Regions from separate parts of the Hordeum vulgare genome. Here region 2 is linked to region 1. A link is a contact called in public Hi-C data. All regions are on one chromosome and are shown on one strand. Each heading gives the region's core, a stretch centred on a gene start, on an enhancer-like site or on the middle of the called end of the contact. The rest is flanking DNA. Distances are from core to core; before and after follow the strand shown.

Region 1 (6,901 bases), core at 1,355-3,854:
TATTGGTGCATAACTTTATATGACTTCCTTGGTAGAAACTAATTTCATCTGGCAGAAAATACTCTATTGTGCAATATGCAGATTAGTGGAATGTCTACAAATTGCTCGACACTAGGGACTTAAACAAGCAAGTAAGTGATGTATTTGTTTAGGGTAAACGTTCTTGATGTTTAAGCTGTGACACTGTCCAATCACATGCTGCTACTGAGTGTTGACAAGTATGACCTTTGGGTTTGTGCCAAGATCATGTGATTTCCATTCTCTTTCAAATCGTTACACTTTTATCTAATGACATTCCTTGCCTATTAGGTCTAATAGTATATGTCAGTCGTGGATGTTTTAAGTTTGATGAATGCACTACCAAGTCAGTTGAGCAAAAGTTTTCTCCTTGGTAAATATATGGATGTATCTCATTTCCCTCCAGTACCTATTTCTTGATTTTTACTGTATTTAATTTAATCACTTATCTGACATTTATAGTAGACTAGCCTCTAGATAATTCACCCTGTTGGAGACATAGCTTGAAGCAACAATACATGTAGACTATCAAACATATTTTTTGCAAGAGATACATATAGCCTTTTAGCTAGCAGAACCTTCATATGGCTATTTGTTGTACATCTTTATATATGATGATACATTGATATGAAGATTCCTTTCTCTCTATTAGCCAAATTAGGGCTGTAGTTCCCTATGAATATCAGACATGAAAAAACTGAGATTCGTTGTTAGATAATAATAATTTCAGTTACTAATAATTATTAGTTAGTACTTTGCCTTTTATGCTACTGTGCTTAAAAAAAAAGCCCAAAGTTAACCTGCCGTTGTTATCACATGTCAGCATAAGATAGACGTTATCCCATGCCAATATCCCGCAGCAATGCGCGGGGTATCAACTAGTTTATATAATAAGAGCGAAGAAAGCAGGACTCCAACAATGAATATTCGACATTCTAGTGAATCTAGTGAGACCAATCGCCAACCAATTTGTAAAACGAGTGGAGTCACTCAAATGTTAAGAAATATCCACCGCAGCCTAACTATGGACCCATAGGAAGCTCAGATCCTTCCAGCAGGCCCTCGGACAGCGAAAAATAGATGGTCCATTTGCTATGAATTAACACGGACTGGAATTTCTAAGAAGAAAACAATTACTTTCTTACTATTTGATTTGCAGGGAAGTTTCCTTAATATATTTTGCATGAATTGAGAAGAAATTGCATTGGTCAAACAAAGACCTGGTATAACGCATGACTCAGTTCTTGTCTTGCTGTGTGAAGCTGCTGCTCCAAAGCAAAATTAGAAAGCATAAGGGCATCCCACTCCTGCAAAATCAGAGAAAAACTAGTTCTAGTGAGAGTATGACAGGGGTCAGGGAAATAGTACCATAGTGCAGACTTCACCATCAAGGGAAATATTATCAACAGAACTGAAGGATTATTCATATATTTCAGCAGTTATTAAAGGTGATCCTTCTGACTCTAGGACAAATATGAAAACGTAAAATAATGATGGGTCAACAAATATTACTGTACCAGAGTTCCTGATTCCACATTAAATATAACTGACGAGCAGGCAATTTTTCTAGCTCTAGCTTGGTGTAAGTTACATCTCCGTAGGTGCTAAAGAATACACTTAAACAGCTCCACGGTGTTGCAGGAAGCACAGAACTGTTTGTCTTTGACGTTAAAAGCACGCTACAAATTCACTGTGGGGTGTTTGACGTACAATTATAACACGCTATAGTAAACAAACAATACAAGTATGATTATCAACAGTTCAGACTCAATTCAGATATTCAGAATTCGACTTACGTTTTGAAAGATTCCAAGGAGTCCGGGAATGCTTGCAGCCTGCAGAGGCCTAGGCCTCACGACCTGTGAATAATAGAGCTCATCAATGGTTGTTTCAAAGATTGAATCCCTGAATATTTGAGGGGTGATGTGGCAGGTTACGTTTAGCTAATTAGTTTAGCCCCGCCAAGTAGCAGGATGTAACATACGATAATCTACGGAAGCATGCAATTTCGAAAAAATGTTAGCATTCCAGAGAGGCCTCACCTTGTTGGTCTTCACCAGCACGATGTCGTCCATGGAGAGTTCCTCCTTCGTGACTGGACACTTCCCGTGGTCCTGCGTCACAGCAACCACCGCCACACAATCTTAGCGCAAACAGGATAAAGAAATGTGAGGCAGGATCTAAGACGTACTACCGACCTCAATGTAGCGCTCGACGAGCCGCCGCTCAAAGAGGAGCCCCGACCTCTTTGATACCACCGGCTCATCAGGCACCTCGCCGGAGACTTCAGGCACAAGCGTAGAAGCAACGCAAGACGAATTAGCGCACGGGTAGCCGGATCGTACAGCTAGGGTTTTGAAGAAAATAAAGGATGGGGGACTGAGCCAAAAGAGCTTACTTGCGCAGATCATAGTGGCCGCGGCGAAGGTAGAGCCGGAAAGAGCGCGAGCACGCTGGACCTCTCAGGTCGCAATCTCGCTGGCGGTGGCAGTGGCGGCGCGCCGGCGATGGGTGGAGGAGGCGGCGGGGAACGAAGGTGTAGCCGCTAGGGTTTTAATTCGAGTGGAGTGGGAAATTTTGTCTTCTCGGCGGGGAGGGAAATTACAAGAGGAGACTCGGCCTTTACGAAATCTTCATCCATGCCCTTGGACTTGAAGGGTTTCTTTGCTGTCGGTATTGGGCTTTCTTCGGATGGCCCACGCCCGGCAAAACCTTCGAAAAAGTCTATTTTCAAACGAAGCAAGAAGCTTTCAATTCCCTTAAGTTACAAAATCCAAATGTCGCCAAATCTCCCTAAAAAAAATACAAAAAACACTAGTTAAATCATCTACAATCGAGCGCCCCATAAATGCCTCAAACTCCAGTGTGGCTTGTCCCGTCACGAATTTGACACCCAATCGACGTGTGCAAATCCAAATCAAACGAGTGAGCTATCCGGCAACCTTCATACTCAGCCCATAAGTGAGGCGGATATAGGACCGGACACGACCACCGCCTAGGACTAATGGATGGGCCCGAGCTAATATATCTCGAACCGACAAGCACCTCCTTCGGTTTAGGTGAGTATGCATTATGGTGCCGCTACAGCGCGCCACCTCACGAACCTAATCAGCTATTTAAATTGAACAACGAGGCAACCCTAGCCAATTCTCATCCTCACGTTCGTGCAGCCGCTTCCCTTTCCTCTTCCTATTCCATCATAGTATGTGGCCAGTCGACGTCGGTCGCGCCATGGTCCGCAATAAGGTGACCTACTACAAGCTTCTGACGCAGGTGCGTCGGGCGGGGGAGGAGACCCACGTCGTGCGTTGCAACGTACACATTGCGGTTGGCTAGCTTCCAGAAAGTTCAGGGGAGGAGGTCTGGGCGCATGAGGGCGAAGAGGCTGAACAGTAGGAGGAGGAGGTGGGGCACATATAGGGACGTTGGGGAAAAGGAGGAAGAGGCGGAGCAACATGAGGAGGAGGAGGGGATGAAATATGAGCCATCTGATGAGGTGGAGCTAGCACCGGCGTTGGAGCAGAGTCGGGTCTGACATGGCGAACACGCTCGCCGACTTTGAGCTCGCCTAAGCGGAGTAGGCAGTAGAGGAGCAGGCATCCTCGACTCCACCTACTCCGAGATGGAGGTGGAGACCAACCTAAGCTTCCTCCACGAGGCGGTCTGATAATGTATCTACTTTTTCAAACAATTTTTCTATTATTTTAACCTCTAATTTGCATGATTTGAGTGAAACTAACCCGGATTGATGTTGATTTTAGAAGAACTGTCATAGTGTTGTTTTTTGCAGAAATAAAAGTTCTCATAGTTGAACGAAATTTTTTTGGACAATTGTTTTGGAATATATAAAAAATACTATAGCCAATAAGTACTAGATAGGGTCACCAGGAAGCCACATGCACAGGTGGCACGGCCACCCCCGGCTGTACCATGTGTCCATGTGGGGCCCCTAGGCACGACCTTGACATGATTCTGACGCTTTAAATTCACATTTGTCTCAAAAAACACAAAGAAGTTTCATCGTATTCTATGATGCGAAGCGGCCGCCACCTCATGTTCTTCGTCGGGGGCCCTATTCTAGAGTTTGTTTGTGGTTACGGATAGAGATCGTCATAGCCAACCCTTCTCCATCAACAATTTCGTGATGCTCACATTCATGTGTGAGTAATCCGTTGTATGTGTAGTGGAGGTAGATAAAATATGGGTGGGATGTTATATGTAATCGTTTCATATTTGTTTGGATTCGATCCCTAGTATCTACTATGTTCTATGATTGACCTTGCTACACTTAATGCTTATCAATAGGGCCCGAATGCCATGATTTCATATTTGAACTTATTCTTGCTTTTTCATGAATATATTTGCGTTCTTGATCTTACATGTAAGTTGTATGTACATGCTTTTGTTCTTAACCCTAGAACATCAATTTGGATACTATACGGGGATGATTGTACCGGAGGGGGACAACAGGAAGCCACGTGGACAAATGGCACGACCACCGACTAGTTGCAACCATGTGTCCATGTGGGGCCCGTACACACCGCCTTGACCTAATTCTGACGTCATAAATTCACATCAACCCCAAAAAATCACACAGAAGTTTCATCACAATTTACGATAAGGAGCCGTCGCCACCTCCTGTTCTTCGTTGGGTGCCCTAATCTGGAGTTTGTTTGTGGCTCTAGAGAGTGGGATTTGTTGTCGTTGTCATCACGAACCCTTCTCCATCAATAATTTCATGATGTCATGTGTGAGTAATCCTTTATAAGCATACTGGAGGTAGATGTGATTTCATGTGTAATCATTGTTAGATTTGTTAGGGATTGGTCCCTAGCACCACTATGTTTCGAGATTGATGTTTCTATGACTTTGTTATGCTTAATGCATGTCACTGGGGCATGAGTGACATGATTTCAGACCTGAACCTATTATGTTTTGTCATTAATATATTTGTGTTCTTGATCGTAATTGCAAGTTGTATGCACCTGTTTTTCTCTTGGACCGCATAACATCAATTCGGATACTCTACGGTGGTGACTGTATTTTGAGGAGTTCATGTATTCACTTTGTGTTAATGATTTCTTCTGGATCTCGATTAAAAGGAGCGCCTTAATTACCATTAGTTTTCATTAGGACATTGTTGTCATAAGAGGTGTAAGTGCATCTAGTGCCCCTTAGTGATTTTGGTGGTTTGAAGACTTATAGGTTAAGTATCTAATGTGTTTGTGAGTATACACAGGATCTATAAGTCATTGAGGAGTTTGAGATATTTGAAGAATATCGACCCCTAAAAATATATGTCTTCAGTTGAAGAATTTGGTCTGGAGCTGAAGAAATGAATCGCGAGGAATCTGCGATGAAATTGATATTCCTCATGAAGATATTGATATTAAGAAGATCGGTGGTTTCTGAAGAAATTGAAGCGTGAAGATTTACGTTTTTTGTTTTACTTTCTTCGCATTTGATGAATAGGAACACCGTACTGTTAAAGGGGGTCAAAGTAACACTATGGAATGGATTTCCTCATGATGCTCAACCCAAGCCAAATCCTACCAAAAGCCTCAAGTGAGGAATATGAGTGACATGAGGACTCTGACAGTTGAGGGTCCCGACCGTTTCGATAACCACGCCAAGTCACTGGTCTTATCCACTCCAACGGTCATATTATTTAAGGGCATTAGTGTCAAATCATGTCGGGATGCTCCCAGGCTATAAATAGCCACCCCCCACAACCACTAGCTGGTTGGCTGCTCCGTTCGAAACTGACACTTGTCATAAGAGCAACCCAAATTCCTCAGAGCCTTCGAGAGTAATTTATTAGTGAGGAAATACACCACCCACCGAAACCACAAACCAAACCTAGTGATTGAGCATCACTGAAGAAGTTGTTCCTGTGTGGGACTGAAGCCTTTTACCTTTGAGGACTGTGCATCCTCCAGACGGTTAGGCATCATGGTCTAGAGCAATCCAGCAGTCAATTGTGGATCGCCGGGTGACCGAGTTTGTGAGGGTTTGGAAGTCTGCCCTGAAGACTTACCACGAGTGTTGGGCGAGGACTGTGTGTCCTTAGCTCAAGGAGAATACGGTAGGGACTGTGTGTCCCGGGACTGGGTGTCCTTTGGTTTCAATACCAAGCCGCTCCAAACCAGATGTACAATTGTCACAGCAGTTGGAACTGGGTCATCAACAACAGTCTTCACCAAGAATCGGGTTATAATTCCTCAACTCTTTACTTTCTCTGTATTATGTGTTGATGACTTTCACTGTGACTGTTTGAAGAATTTGCTGAAGACTTTCTCCGAATTTCCTCAACCCCAAATTCTTCACAATAGTTAATCATCATCTGTATTCTGCGTGCCTGCTTACTGTGTAATCTGTTTTCACAATCTTCACTCTGTAATACTGTTGTTGTGAACGTTTGCACGTCTGATCCTTAACTGTTTCCGCTGTAAGTTAGTCATCAGTGAGGAATTTCCTCAAAAGGAATTTCCTCAATGATGAAATTCTAAAAATCTCCTATTCACCCCCCCTCTAGTCGATATAACGCACTTTCAATTGGTATCAGAGCAAGGTACTCCCTTGTTCTGTGTGATTTTGGTTTAACCACCTGGAGTTTTAGTTATGTCGACTGCAGGCATGTTTAAAGTGACTGCAGCATGTCCTACCTACGAAGGAAAGAACTTTCCCTTCTGCAAGAACAAAATGCAAATGCATTTACAAGCTATTGATAATGATCTCTGGTATGTTGTGGAAAATGGAGTCCCCATCATCTCTGCCAGTGTCACTGCAGCTGATGTGAAGAAATTCAAGCAACTCGATTCTCAAGCGAAGAACATCATCTGTGGTCATCTGAGCCCTGACCAGTTTGGAAGAGTAAGTGCCT
Region 2 (6,901 bases), core at 1,445-3,944, 240 kb before region 1:
TGGGGCAAATGATCTTGAGATGCCTAAAGCCATCACTCAGCGTGACCGCCTTCAAATTTTGGAAAGACGTGAGGAACCTGTAGCACACCTCCTTAAGCTTGTCACAACCATGCTGCTCAGCAAGTGCCAATGTAGTTGCCACCGTATTTACCTCCATATGGTTGCACAAGATATTCGCGCAAATCAATTTGAGCCTCTCCAGATTATACCTGTCCGCCGCCACAAACAAATGTTGAGCCATCTCCGTGATTTCACCTTCATCTATGCTAGGCAGTGCGTCCGTGTAAATAAAGTGGAGCATCATCTTGAAAACTTTGGCTTCCATATCATCAATCTGTATACACTTTGCATCATTCTCCTTCATCGGACCAAACAGCTGCGCCATGAACACGGCGGATCGAGCAGCGAGCAAGTGCCTGTGCGCCACAAAGGTCTCTCCACGGACCTCAAAAGTCACGTCCCCAACCTCCCCGGTCTCCAAAATACGACCAAATTGATGAGCCATGTCAGAAGGCGGCACCATCACAAATTCTTGTGTTGTGGGCGGCTTTCGGATAAACTTGGTGACGCTGATATCGAATTTGATGCTGAAACAATCGTCTTTAAGATGCGTTGAGTTTTCCAAATCGGCCCTTGTGATGAACCTGTGAGACGTAATTCCCTGCCGACGCTTATAGCATATGGACGTCGTGTATGGTGTCGTGTGATTTGGCACCGGTTCACCCACATGGTCCAGCAGGCTAAACCTGCATCTTATCCTGATAGGTCGCTGAGCATCAACATCATCATCGTCGTCAACAACATCGGCCTCATGAAGAAATAGAGAAAAAGATATACAGTCGATAGAATCTGTGTTGAAACCATCAGGGTGGTAAGCGATGCACCAGATATGTCCTCCAACGCGTAACAAGCCAGCTGGAATAGCCTCGCCGACGCCAAATCCGAGGGTATAAGAGTATCCCCGAATTGTGAGCACGTGAGACCAAGACACACCTTCCGCAACAATGGTTGATGATGTGTGCGGCGGCATGTTGCCGACAAGCGCGGAGGAGCTGAATATGCTAGCTAGATTGATCGAATTGAAATAGACTGAATCTAAATTTAGGAACATATTGATTACACCTAGCTTCAACTAAAGGGAGGAAAGAAAGCTATGATTGGTATTTATAATATACTCCCGTAAAACACCAAGCTACGTGCCAAGCTACGTCTTGTACACGGTTTCATCGTGCGTAGCTTCCGACACTTCGATAGACTCCGGATTCGTATGTGATTTTTTTTTCTTGGACCCAGATATCTCCTTGGCATCGATCGAACAAAAAACGTTCAGGGCCAGAAAGCCCCAACGCGAACCCCATCCCGGGCCTACAAGCCCTTTTTTGCTTGGGAAAAGGTTACTGATTTCTTAAGTGGCATCAACGGCTCGCTCAGCCGTTCGATTTCACTTCCGACCAGGTGAAAAAGCAGATAAAAGACCAGGTTACCGTTCCGTCGTCTTCTTCCTCCACCCCCACCTCCACCTCTGGCCGGCAGATCCTCAGCCAGCACGAAGGCAGCAGCCCCTCCGCCCTCCACCTCTGGCCGCCAGATCCTCAGCCAGCAGCGGGCAGCAGCCCCTCCGCCCTCCACCTCTGGCCGCCAGATCCTCAGCCAGCAGCGGGCAGCAGCCCCTCCGCCCTCCACCTCTGGCCGCCAGATCCTCAGCCAGCAATGGGCAGCAGCCCCTCCGCCTCCCTTCTCCACCTATGCCCTCCCTCCTCCACTTCTGCAGAAGGAGCACGTCGTCATGGGAGTTGTGGATCTGGGGGTGGACCTAGCATAAGATGGGATAGGACAGGGAGGGAGAGAAGGTGAGGGTGGATCCATGGCGTGGATGGGAGCAGGGGAAGCCTCATGGCATTGGCATCGAAGTAAGCATACGGGCGAGCTGGGGTCCTGTCCCGGCGCGCGAGCGAGCACATTTCGTGGAGGTGGAAGAAGCCGTTTTTGACGACGATGTGTTGTGGTCGTCGGCCAGTTCTGGACGGGTCTGGCATGGTGGCCCGAACTCCCTCTTCTCCCGAGAGGGGAAGGGGGTGGGGCGAGGGAGGAGGTCGACGGCGATGTGCGCGTTGGTTGGCGGTGGCAGCGATGTCAAAGGGGGTGGAAGGAATGAATCGACCTGCGTTTCGTGCGTGGGTTACACTAGCGAATCGTGTCATCGTGTGGAGGGCGAGGGAGTTTCAGAGAGCGAGGGTATTTTCAGAAAATAGAAAATTCTCGTAACGTTGCGAGATTTACACGGGAAATGCTTAAACGACATATATTACGGAACAGCGGGAGTAATTCACAACCTAGTCAAGAACAAAACTCCAGAAAATTGAATTTTCTCACTCAATGCTGAATGGGCACTCCATGTGCAGAAGCTAATATGACTGCACTATCTCAAATGAATCCTTAAAACAGAAAGTGCATGAAGCTCATCAAAGTACACTGTTCTAACTGAACTGAACTGATCATCCGACATATGCTAACTCAGCTACATTTCAGAACAAAGAAACAACAGTCACCTGATCTGCCTTGCGTCGAGGAACCCGCGGAGCTCAAATGCCATTGCAAAATCACAAGCACCGTCACACACTGACAAGGAAATCAGAGACCGACGCAGGAGGGCGATCAGGAGGGGCTCACCACGCAATATCTGGAGGCGGTTCAGGCTGTCACGCTCGAACCAGGCAATGGCCTGATAGGGGCGGCGCTGCTCGTCGGGGCCATGGTAACTATGGGGTTTAGACTGACATGCCATATGTACTATAAAAAGGATGACCGAAGTAAAAGAAGATCTTCTCCACAATGATGGCAAAAACCGTATGAATTTGCCATGGCAATAAATTGTTCATCCCGAGCAAGCAAAATTACAAGAATTATAGTGGTACGCATGTCAATTTGCCATTCACTGCATATATGCATTGCCATGGATTATGCCTGCTTAAAACAAGATCGAAAACTACTGCCATGACATCTCTACCAGTGTGCTTATATAATCGTCCATGCCGCCGTCAGAAATGAAAGAGTAAATAACATAAAACTACTACAATTCGGCCTATCGTTCTGGGAAACTACCAAAAAAATTGTTGATAACCACCAAGTCGGCGATCGGCTGTTACAAAAAACCCAAAACTCGTGTAACTAACGTCTTAAGCCATTTTCTGACCAAATGGGCCCACCGGTCAGGCCACGTGCACCACAACGTTAACGGCACGGCCGTTAACAGCCGTTACACCGACCGGGTGCGGTCGGAACCAAAGACGCCGGTCGGGCCGCCCTCTGGCTCGTTATCTCCCTCCCCTCCCCACCATCGCTCCCGCTCTGTGACCTAGGTGCGATGGTGGCGGCGCAGCCAAATGTCGACGCCAGCGAGCCTCTGGGCCAAGGCAGCGCCGGCGATGAGGGCGGTGGGCATGAGAGGTTGACAAATGGCTGGGCAACTCGAGTTTTCTAACGCAGCGGTCGCCGCTACCGTCACCGTCCGAGGTCCAATGGGATTTGACATTCCGTGCGGCCATGACAGTGGCAAAGTGCATTCATGCGGATTCGGCGAACGGACACGGATGGGTGTCGTCGTTTGGTGGAGGAGTGAGGTAAACATTTTCAATAACATTCATAGTTTAAGTTATAATTTTGGAAATAGGTTTAGAAGACAGTGCAGTATGCAAATCAGCAATGTATGCACTGTTAGAAAGTGTTGTAGATTTATAGTTTTTAGTTAGTGCAGAATTGCAAATGAGTTTCAGTATTTATAATAAATCACCTTGTTTTTTTCAATTTAATCTCATACAGCTTAGATGATGAGATTTGAGAAATGAGGCTACATTTTCAAGGAACAAATAATATGGAGAGGAAGTATTTGGTTTCTTCAGATATCGGTTATCTGACTAGTTTAGCATTGGTTGGGTTGGAGGGTTATGGAACGGATGTTTTTCTGACTTATGTAAAGGAAGAGGGGAAGGGCTTGGAGGGGGTGGAGGTCCTGGATAGTGAGGATAAAATAGAGGAAATGCTTGACCTATTTGTTGATAAGAAGCTCCTCAATATATATGTGAGAAAAGTTACTGATCCTATCCCAGCAGATGTTAATATGGATCACATCTTCCTTGAGGAACAGATTCCTATTGAAAATGTTTGTGAGCCGTTTCTTTACAAGGTTTCCAGCAAACCATGCTCGACCCTATCTTAACACACAGCAAAGCTGCAATTTTGACAAGGGAAGAAATTTTATGGAGGATGAAGAACAAGATGAAGATGATGATGAGATGGACAAATCTTCTTCACACTTTCAGTTTATCAGGAGGAGTGATCACAGAGGGCAGAATATATCATACAAGGCTTGGGCTAGGGGTGAAGATGAGGCTGGCACAGGGACTGCCAGAAGCAAAGGGAAGAGGAAGATATTATAAAGCACTATTGTGGAGCTAACTCAGAACCTTCTAAGTTGTGGGAGGAAGATCAAATCCTTTCTGAGGAAAAAGCGGAGGAACCTTCATCTGTATTGCAAAAAGGAGCAAACCAGGTTAAGATAGTCAGAAAACCAGGCCCGACTAGCAAGTCACATAGTGAGCCTGAACACATCAAGTTTCAAGATTATGTGCCTGAAACTGATGAATACTGATTTCTAGGTGATTAAGCCTTACTGATGAAGAATAATTTCCAAGGTTGTCTTCTTGAAGGAAGAGTAGGGTGAAGAACAAGAAGGAGAGGAGATGGTATGATCCATCACTGCGTGATGCACATGAGCAGTTTTCAATGCATTTATGTTTCCAAAATGTGCTGGAGTTCAGGGAAGCACTTAGAAATTTCCATGTTAGGACTCTTAGGAATTTGGAGTGCCACAGAAATGAACCAGGTAGGGTTATTGCTTGATGCACACAGAGAAAGCATGGTTGTGAGTTTTACATAGTTGCCTCTAGGATAGATCATGAGGCAACTTTCAACATCAAGAAGATGAACTTGGATCACACTTGTGGAGCTAGTGGAGAGAACACCAAGGTTACAATCAATTGGGTGGACAAGGTTTGTGAGGACACAGTGAGATCCAACCCTGGAGCTGGTGTTGAAACAATTATGACATTTCCAAAGAAAAAGTTTGGTGTGCACGTTCCTAAAAGCTTGGCATATAGGGCAAGGAAGCAAGTTGTGGAAGTTGTGCAAGGAGATCACAAAGTACATTACCAAAAACTAAGGGATTACCTGTAGTGTGTACTAAATCCTAACCCTCGTAGTAGGTGCATAGTGACAACAATGATGGACCCACAAAATCCAGCTCCTACACCCAGGTTTCATTACATGTTCTACTCCTTGTATGCATGCAAGGAGGGTTTCCTCAATGGTTGCACGCCATTTATAGGTATTGAATCATACACATTGATCTAACATAGTTGTTGAAAGTACGTGGATGTCACCTAGAGGGGGGTTGTTGGGTTCGACCGTAGGTGCATCACATGCGAATTAAAAATTTCCTATGCACAAAACAGACAAGAACATGCTACGGAGATGGATCACACATCGTTACCACTAGACGCGCAGTGCCGTGCAACGGAAGTAGAGTTGGGGCAATGCGTTCGAGTGGTCTGTCTCCCCCTCGTTCGATCTCCCTCGAATAATCGGTCGTCGTGTCCTCTCCCTCGAACAGTCGTTCGCCGGATCCTACGTACAGGTTTGCCGGAGCGGCACAAGTGCACTGCCTCTAAAGATATCCGCGCGTGCAGGAGGAACACCGTGCATCAGACTGCTAGGTCCAGATCACATAGCCGGCGGCTACGAGTGGAGGTGCATGCACAACCCTAATGACGGTGCCGAAGTGATCAACTGAATAAGTGTGTCGCGCCTCCACTATATATAGGCGTACAGCGTGATATCTACTACGCAACCTTCTTCTTGTAGACGTTGTTGGGCCTCCAAGTGCAGAGGGTTGTAGGACAGTAGCAATTTTCCCTCAAGTAGGTGACCTAAGGTTTATCAATCCGCGGGGAGGCGTAGGATGAAGATGATCTCTCTCAAGCAACCCTGCAACCAAATAACAAAGAGTCTCTTGTGTCCCCAACACACCCAATACAATGGTAAGTTGTATAGGTGCACTAGTTCGGCGAAGAGATGGTGAAACAAGTGCAATATGGATGGTAGATATAAGTTTTTGTAATCTGAAATTACAAAAACAGCAAGGTAACTAGTAACAAAAGTGAGCATGAACGGTATTGCAATGCGTGGAAACAAGGCCTAGGGTTCATACTTTCACTAGTGAAGTTCTCTCAACAATGATAACATAATTGGATCATATAACTAGCCCTCAACATGCAACAAAGATTCACTCCAAAGTCACTAATAGCAAAGAACAAATGAAGAGATTATTGTCGGGTACGAACCCACCACAAAGTTATTCTTTCTAATCGATCTATTCAAGAGTCCATAGTAAAATAGCACGAAGCTATTCTTTCCGTTAAATCTTTCGTAGAGTTCATACTAGAATAACACCTTAAGATACTTATCAACCAAGACCCTAATGTCACCTAGATACTCCATTGTCACCTCGAGTATCCGTGGGTATGATTATACGATATGCATCACACAATCTCAGAATCATCTATTCAACCAACACATAGAACTTCAAAGAGTGCCCCAAAGTTTCTACCAGGGAGTCAAAAAGTGTGCCAACCCCTGTGCATAGGTTCCCAATGTAACGAACCCGCAAGTTGATCACCAAAACATACATCAAGTACTCACATGAATCCACGTGTGCCAACCCATATGCATAGGTTCCCAATGTCACGAACCCGCAAGTTGATCACATCAGATAAACACGTGCAAGACATACATAAAGTGTTCTCGAAGACTCAATCCGATAAGATAACTTCAAAAGGGAAACTCA

The links. Hi-C and Micro-C count contacts between places; a contact is called where the count stands out from the background.
Region 2: a Hi-C map of leaf shows a contact between it and region 1, with 4 times the contacts expected there. The contact joins the promoter of LOC123409368 here to the promoter of LOC123430509 in region 1. A contact is called at or near these places in 2 of 6 Hi-C or Micro-C datasets (leaf and seedling).

What each region holds. Positions count from the first base shown.
Region 1 is chr1H:260,367,928-260,374,828 of MorexV3_pseudomolecules_assembly, reverse strand. LOC123430509 (pre-mRNA-processing factor 19) reads right to left here and starts at 2,604. Exons shown (of 17, transcript XM_045114379.1): 1 at 2,217-2,604; 2 at 2,061-2,132; 3 at 1,815-1,877; 4 at 1,239-1,325. The coding sequence starts at 2,429.
Region 2 is chr1H:260,611,552-260,618,452 of MorexV3_pseudomolecules_assembly, reverse strand. It overlaps LOC123409368 (BTB/POZ and MATH domain-containing protein 2-like), which reads right to left and starts at 2,694. Exons shown (of 2, transcript XM_045102295.1): 1 at 1,921-2,694; 2 at 1-1,813. The coding sequence starts at 1,111.